Regions from separate parts of the Mus musculus genome. Here region 1 is linked to region 2. A link is a contact called in public promoter capture Hi-C data. All regions are on one chromosome and are shown on one strand. Each heading gives the region's core, a stretch centred on a gene start, on an enhancer-like site or on the middle of the called end of the contact. The rest is flanking DNA. Distances are from core to core; before and after follow the strand shown. Region 1 holds the start of Cldn9 (claudin 9). Region 2 holds the start of Zfp983 (zinc finger protein 983).

Region 1 (3,960 bases), core at 357-2,856, 2.0 Mb before region 2:
CTGCAGCTCACTATGTAGATCAGTCTAACCTTGAGCTCACAGATACCCACCCATCTCTGCCTCCTGAGTGGTATGTATGTGTCACCATGCCTGCATGGCAGTTTTTGTCTTTTAAATAATAGCCCTTGGGTCTAGAGAGATGGCTCAGCAGTTAAGAGCACTGACTGCTCTTCCAGAGGTCCTGAGTTCAAATCCCAGCAGCCGCATGGTGACTCAGCCATCTGTAATGGGTTCCAATTCCCTCTTCTGCTGCGTCTGAAGACGGTGACAGTGTACTCACATAAAGTCTTTAAAAATATATTTTAGCTGGGCGTGACAGTGGCCTTTAATCCTAACACTTGGGAGGCAGAGGCAGGTGGATTTCTGAGTTTGAGAAACCTTGTTTTGGGAAGAAAAAAAAAAAAAAGCAGCCGGGCACGGTGGCAAGACACCTTTAATTTAGCCCTCAGGAGGCAGAGGAAGGCAGATTTCTGAGTTCAAGGTCAACCAGGTCTATATAATGAGATCCAGGCTAGACAGTGCTATGAAGAGACCCTCACCCCCCCCCCCAAAAAAAAAGCCCCTGGAAGGAATTGTTCATGACTTACTGAAATATGCATATATTGGTTGAGAGCTCATTTGTTAAGTTCTCTGTTCCAAGCATCCCATACAAACTCTTTAAGTTTTCTCAACCGAGTCTCTGATCCAAATAGGTTAAGACGCCTGGCCCTCCCTGACCACTCTAGAATCAGAATTTGAGCTGCAGGCAGGCAGTAGTACTCTGAGGTGGAGACTTTCATGAGTGTTTTCTGTGGACTGGAAGTAAGGGCTCAGGGACGTTCTAACCCTCTGGGCCTTGCTTCTTTGCCCACCTCTGTGACATCTGGTCTTGGCTGGCTATTCATGTGACTTTTGCTCAGGGTCTCCCTTGTCCCTTCTTGCTTCAGGCCTCTTTCTGCCCCTCCCCATCTCCACAAAAGGCTCTTTATCACCAGGCCACTAGAGACCTTCAGCCGCTCAGCTCATTCCCCTAGTTTCGGCAGTGGGGGCGGAGTGGAAACACCTGAGCTGGGGTAGAATCGTGTGCATGTGTATGTGTGAGGGGTGGAGGGGATAGTTTTCTAGGCTGTTGCCCTGGTAATGCCACCTGAGCTGGGCGCCAGGCACCTGTTGTCTGGGAAACTGTAGGCGGGGCCCCTTCCCTAGGAACTGCCAGGGTTATTGAGCTGAGACTGGAGACAGATCAGATTCCAGAGTCCTGAAAGGATGGGGGAAGGGGAGGGGATATAATGATGGATAAGGGGGGCAGTATTTACCCCACCAAGACAGAGTGAATTAGAGGGGTGGCAAAGAGGGGGCAGTCTCAGGCTGAGAGCTCCTCTGTCCATTCCAAGGCAATTAACAGACTTCTCTCTCCTCTTTTCTGTTTGTCCCATCTTCCTGGAATTTCTTTGTTCTTGAGTTTCCATTTGGTCTTGGCACCAGACCCTAACTAACCCCGAGGGCCCCCATCCATCCCCTTTTCACCATTGCTCCGGTTTATGCTACCCAATAGCAGCCTCCAGGTCTCTTGCTGGGCTCCTCCCCTGCCTAGGCCTTAAAACCCCGCCTGCAGCCAGCGCCCTCAGACGTCCCAAGTGGCACCTCACGGTTCCCTGTTTTGAGACAAGCTGTATACCAGCTGAGAGAAGACTTCAACCAAGAAAGTACGTGAGCAGCCAGCAGAGAGGAACGCGGTTGTTCCTAGTTCATGGCAGATCTGGAGGGGCTGTAATGGGTGAAGGCTTCCAGGAGGACACAAGCAATACAGATGAGCGGGACCTAAGGACTTCTTCGTATTCAGTGAGTACCAGATGTGTGAGAGGCCCGCAGCTGTGAGGTCTGGCCTGGTCTGAGATCAACAGATCCCCCTCCTGAGCAGTGAGACGCACCCGAACTCCAACACAGTGCTCCCAACCCTATTGAGTGATTCAGGCCAAGAGCTGAGAAGACCCGAGGAGCAGATGGCTTCCACTGGCCTTGAACTCCTCGGCATGACCCTGGCTGTGCTAGGCTGGCTAGGAACTTTGGTGTCCTGTGCCCTGCCACTGTGGAAGGTGACCGCCTTCATCGGCAACAGCATCGTTGTGGCCCAAGTGGTATGGGAGGGGCTGTGGATGTCCTGTGTGGTCCAGAGCACTGGCCAGATGCAGTGCAAAGTATACGACTCACTGCTGGCGCTGCCCCAGGACCTGCAGGCAGCCAGAGCCCTCTGTGTCGTGGCCCTCCTGCTGGCTTTGCTGGGCCTGCTGGTGGCTATCACGGGCGCCCAGTGCACCACGTGTGTGGAGGACGAAGGTGCCAAGGCCCGTATCGTACTCACCGCAGGGGTCCTCCTCCTCCTCTCGGGCATTTTGGTGCTCATCCCTGTCTGCTGGACAGCCCATGCCATCATCCAGGATTTTTATAACCCACTGGTTGCGGAAGCCCTCAAGAGAGAACTGGGGGCTTCCCTCTACCTGGGCTGGGCTGCCGCTGCCCTGCTCATGCTAGGGGGAGGGCTCCTCTGCTGTACGTGTCCCCCGTCACACTTTGAGCGTCCCCGCGGCCCCAGGCTGGGCTACTCCATCCCTTCCCGTTCAGGTGCTTCGGGACTGGATAAGAGGGACTATGTGTGAGGCTGAGGCTTCTTCCAGAAGCTTCCACCTGCGGCTTCATGCCCTGCATTGGGCTACATCCTTATATCATCAAATCCATGCGCCTGCGAAGCTCACTTATTGGCCAGGACTTGGCTCTTAGGGGATCTCAGCTGGTCTGGCTTGAGCTAACCCTCTGTAGTGGTTGCAACCTTGAGAAAGCTCCAGTTACTGGGTACCCTGCTTATCGCTGCCTCCCAGGATTTTGCTGTGGTTTGCTCTCCTGGACTTTCTTACTCTGGAACCTGGACCTCAGCCTCCTTGCCTTCAAAGTAAGATGTGGACTGTGACCTAATACTGAGGCTTTAGCTGGTCAAGTCTAGCCCAAGCACCACCTGAATCCAAGTTACTCAGCCCCCTACCCTACCTGTGAATAAAAGCACATTGTAACTGAGCCTCCTCTGGTCTGTGAAAAGAGGGTGTGTATACTGTGGGGGGAGAGGTCTCCAACCAGTGAGCAGCTTGCTTAGACCATTAACGCCTTCTAACTCTAGCGAGGCTTGTACTGAACACCAAGAGACATCAGACACATTGTAAGAAAAAAAAATCATGTTTTATTTAGTAAAGCATTGTGTGAGCAGGGAAGTGTGCAAGGTGTGGGGGAGGAGGGTCTACAGCACAGCTGGGACCTTTTGTAGGGAGAGTACACAGTAACCTTGGCGATGGGATTCAGGGGCCAAAGGTTGGAAGTCTCAGGGTAGAAAATTCCTTGGTAACTTATCACCTGCCCTTCCAGGGCTGGAGAGAAGTCTGACCAGGAAGGGGTGCGTCTGTCCTGTGAGTTACCTCCGGCCACAGCAGGAACTCTTGGGACTGGGACAGGATATTTTGAGAAAAACAAAGGCCAGGCAGCCTTAGAACACTGCACAGAAGATCCCCAGAATGAATAATGACGCAGAAACTCAAGTGTCCCATCCTCCCAGCCTCAGTAGCTAAAAGTGAGAAATGCCAGCAGCAGAGAGAGAGGTGGAGCTTGGACTCAGGTTGAGGCAGGAAAACTGGAGCTGGAGGTCGATCAGAGCTCCATGAGAAGAGCTTGTCTCAAAAACAGGTGGAACAAACCCTAGGGACAGACAGGGCACCACATGACTCACTGGTGAGTGCTTGCCTACCAAATGCGTGGGGCCCCAGGTTCAATACCCAGTAGTACAAAAGAAAAACAAGAAATAAGACAACCCCCAAACTACTCCGTAACCTTTCTTGATGGCTCAGCTCAGGTTCCCTGGCTAGCAGAGCCTCACTCCCCAGTGAGCATCACACATAATTCTTGGTGGGATATTCGGAGGGTCCCCGAGAATGTGGGACA
Region 2 (4,289 bases), core at 1,750-4,249:
GTGCTAGAATACCAGAAGCTCAAAAATTCTGAAAACAATAAGTAAACCTAGATGCATTAATATTCATCATTTTATAGTGCATGAAGATCACTGAAAGGAAAACCATTTAATATTGGTATGTAGACTTGATCAGTGATGTGCATGGAATAAGGATAAATGTTGGAGTTCATCAAAAGACCCTCACTCACAAAGACCACAGAAAGTGCATTCACTGCAAACCGCAAGAGGTTTTTTATTGATCCATCATGTTGGGGACCCTCCTCTCATCACTCAGGCCAGAGACAAAGACCCAGAACAAACAAAGAACACACTTTTTAATACCTTGTAAGAGGCAGATTTAGGCAACAGGATAGCTGGCTTATTCTTTTTTTTTTTTTTAATAAGATTTTTCTCTTCTTTATAGTCTTACTGTACATGTCATCATTAGAGAAAGGTAGTTTCTTCCTTCCAGTTGTCACTGGCTATCACAGAGTAAGCTTAAGGCAGTCAATGATCATGGCTATAACCATTTTCCCAGCCACAGGCTCCGTACTCGCAGAAATTTACTTAGTATCTTATTCTTTTTTTTTAATTAGGTATTTATTTCATTTACATTTCCAATGCTATCCCAAAAGTCCCCTAGCTGGCTTATTCTAATTGGTGTAGCAAGTAACCTTTTTAGGCTTTCCTTGCTTTGTATAGGAAGATTAAGTAACCCTTTGGCCTAGTCGCTCACTCTGCCTGCCCTTGTGGTTTTTTAGCAAAGCAACAGTATGTTTTGAACTTATGGATCAGCTATTAACCTCACAGCTATTAAATCATGGCTATCAGAGTCAGGGGAATTTCAGGGACAAGGTCAGGGTGGTTTGTGGTCTTTCTTAGAATTTAGTGTGGGTCAGGGTAGGGGACTTTCTCTGGGAACTGCTATCTTGTTATGGTTATTTTTCTGAGAACAGCTCATTTTGGTTTGGCAGCTGCAGACTTAGTCATTTTGACCGCTATGGTTCTGAACGTCCCTTCAGGGGAGAAGGGGCTGGGTGGTCTTGAACTTTATTTTGGACTCTACATAACATCACTCACATGCACAATCAAATAAATTTTATTTGCCTCCTAGCATTCAATTTTTGTGTAGGAAGAATTGTAGGACAATTCTGAGGTGATTTTGTCTCAGTGGAAGTCTCCAGAATTATTTCTAGTGAAACAGAAAGTGGCAAAACTGATTTCATGTCCCACTTCCACATTCACTTGAATCCCTTGCCATCCTTTCACCAATCCTCCAACATACCTGGATCCTTAGGTACTGTCTCCTCCCTCTCCACCTTCTAGGTTTCCACAGATAAGCAGGTCTGGGTGATCAGTGAACCCTGCACATGAGAAAAAGAGTATTTAGCAAGCACCTTCATTTCTGGCACAGCACTGTGCTCAGGAGATAAAAAGAAAATTCTACGGCGATCCCCCAATTCTCATGCAGTGTCAGAATACTGAAAATATTTAGGAAGCATTTTCAGTTAGTGTAACTTGAACCTCACTTTCAGTCACAGCTCAGTCAAGTCTCAGGGGCACAAATGGAACTGAATGACTGGGATGAGAATATGATACACTAGAGAGGTTCTGAATTTATTATGGACTAAAAAAGGATGGAAGCTTTACACTGTCAAAGATCTCACAATTGCAGAATAACTTGCCTCTTCCTGAGGAGGAACAAGGGAGGCTGGAAGCAAACTGTTCTCACCCACACAAACCAGAGTGCTGAAATTCTGCAACAAGGCCTTCCCAGAAGGGTCCTGACACTGCCTGTTCTTCTGGAAGTCCACAGTCACACCAGTGGCTGAGAAATGACCACAAAATACAAAACAGCAGTTTAAGTCCTTGTCCTGGTGCACACCTTTAGTCCCAAATGTAGGGATTAAAGGCGTGTGCCAATACCACCTGGTTTATAATGCGCAAACTGTGAAAATACTGTGACCTATACCCTCAAATAGCCTACTGTGCCTTTCCAGGTTCTAGGAACTCAGCACAAAAACACGATTTTCTTTTCTTTCTTTCTTTCTTTCTGTCCTTTTGTTTTTTGTTGTTGTTGAGACAGGAGCTCATCATGTAGCTCTGGCTATCCTGACCTCACCAAGCAGACCAGGCTGGTCTCCAACTCTTTGATCTGCCTGCCTCTGTCCTCCCTCCCCCATGCTGGGATTAAAGATGCATGCCAACAAGCCTGGTGCATTTATAGCAGAATATTGCATTTACATCAGGGAGTGCATGTCTCCGAAGGAAAGGTAATGGTGGGTATAGAGTTTACTTTTAAATGTTAATGGTTAAAACCATATCTATGAAACTCGCAAAAAAATATGCTTTTGGATTCAATTACATTTGCAGCCACTCCTTTCATGACTGCTGTCTAAAAGCTCTCAGCAGATGCCAAGTCACCAAGTATGTTCACGGGTATAACAAGGGAGTTAGCATGGATGAATGTAAATTCCAAGAGCTTTGTCCTTTTCACCTAAATAAAGAGAACTGTTTTGCAAGCATCAAAAGATAAATTCAAATATTCTCCTAGACCACTCTACTATGAATATTTTGGCAATCAGGTGAACAATAAAAAACAAATCAGGATTACTTCAGTTCATATGACCTAAAATTGTGTTGACAAGGGAAGAAACCCACAGCAAAACTTCAGAGCTTGCTTCCTTAGGAACAGCAGAGAAACTGATCACAGCCTGGTCCCCTCCCTCCCCTTTCCCAGCCCCTCAGCTTCTCTGACCTGGGAGGATCCAGGGCGGTAGGGAGGCGGGTCCAGCTGCTGCACTGCAGACTTCCCCACCATTCCCCGCGCGGCGCCCACGTCAGCCCCGAGTTTTACCTTCCCCGAAGTCCACCCTGTGTTCTGACCCCAGGTCTGCACCACATGATTCCCCACGGTGCAGGCCTGCTTGCTCTGCACCTGAACAGGTCATTGACACTCAGGCTTTGGCTCTCAGTACAACTACCCAGGCCTCATCAGCCGGTTCCCAGCTTCCGTTTACGTCACCCCCTAACTCCTCCCACTCTGAACACTTTTCTACATCACACACCCGCCTCAACAGGCCACATCCTCACACCCTCTGTTTCCGGGTAAGTGGCCCCGCCTTACGGAGATAGCTCCCTCCCATTCTGTGTCAAGCTGCCTTCCACACAGCTCCAGATGTCAGGCTGAACAGTCTCCCCTCATGCTTGCTGCCAGCCTAGACCAGAAGTGAGAAGTGGACCTGCTAGGAGGCTGTGCACCCAATGTTTGACACACACAGTGAGTTTTGAACCCTTTATATCCAAGATAGCCTGACACCTGGACTTGACAACCAGCCTCTGGGCTACATAGTTCATACCAAACAGCAACAGGCTCTCCCATCCCAACACACAAACATGAGAAGCCAAAATACTGAAATTCTGACTTAGGGAGAGACATTTAAAGAACTTAAGTCAGAGATCTGGTAGCTTTTGCTACCAGCCCAAGGCAGAATTCACCCCGCAGTGTACTGCTTTCACCACAAGAAGGCAGACTTGCCAGTTCACTAACTCAGAAAGACATTAGCCTTCTATGACTCATACTTAAAGTCCTTTGAGAGAAAATATAGAATTTCTTCCTTCTGTCGTTCCTTCCTTCCTTCTTTCCTTCCTTTTTTAATAGAGTGATGGGTGCAGAGACTCTTGACTATCCTGATAGAGAAAATAAGTAAAACTTAAGCCGTCAGCTACACCATCAATCTCTACCTCTGGGGACACCACCAAGGAAGAAGAGGTGGTTAGGAAATAAGAAGGGAAAAAGGAGGGGAAAGGCTAAGACACGACACAGCATTCTCCAGACCATACAACTATTGTAATCAGTAACCAACAGCAGCTGTCTTTATGTGCACTGGCCTCACACAAGACCACAGTCAGTGTAGGTTAGGGAATGGCACACACAACCTCTCAGATGTTGACTATGGATAGATTCATAGATTCTAGAAGAGTGATGTGCCTTTAGCATATCAGGGTCCAGCACACATCAGGCTCCAAACCCACAGTCTCACAAATGGCTCTGGTTCATCTCAGTGGATCACAAGCAATATGAATAGATATGGACACAGTAGAGTGACTGTTGGAATTGTGAACCAGGATAGTGGAGAGGTAGGAGATGAGAGTGGGCAGTATTTGATGTGAGCGCACAAATGCACACACACATTCTGTGTGTATATACATGTATATGTGAGTGTAAAATAGTTAATAATAGAAAGATTGGGAGGATTCATTCATTCATTCATTCAGGACAGGATTTTGCCATGTAAACCTGTTTTTAA

Evidence for each region. Promoter capture Hi-C pulls out the DNA fragments that hold promoters and counts their contacts.
Region 1: a contact with region 2 is called in a promoter capture Hi-C map of hippocampal neurons, with 5 times the contacts expected there. The contact joins the promoter of Cldn9 here to the promoter of Zfp983 in region 2. A contact is called at or near these places in 2 of 39 promoter capture datasets (hippocampal neurons and pre-B cells).

What each region holds. Positions count from the first base shown.
Region 1 is chr17:23,681,672-23,685,631 of GRCm38.p6, reverse strand. It overlaps Cldn9 (claudin 9), which reads left to right and starts at 1,606. Exons shown (of 1, transcript NM_020293.3): 1 at 1,606-3,048. The coding sequence starts at 1,983. The coding sequence ends at 2,636. Cldn6 (claudin 6) reads right to left here. Exons shown (of 3, transcript NM_018777.4): 3 at 3,186-3,960. The coding sequence ends at 3,909.
Region 2 is chr17:21,649,321-21,653,609 of GRCm38.p6, reverse strand. It overlaps Zfp983 (zinc finger protein 983), which reads right to left and starts at 2,999. Exons shown (of 7, transcript NM_001357098.1): 1 at 2,738-2,999; 2 at 1,665-1,807; 3 at 1,265-1,343.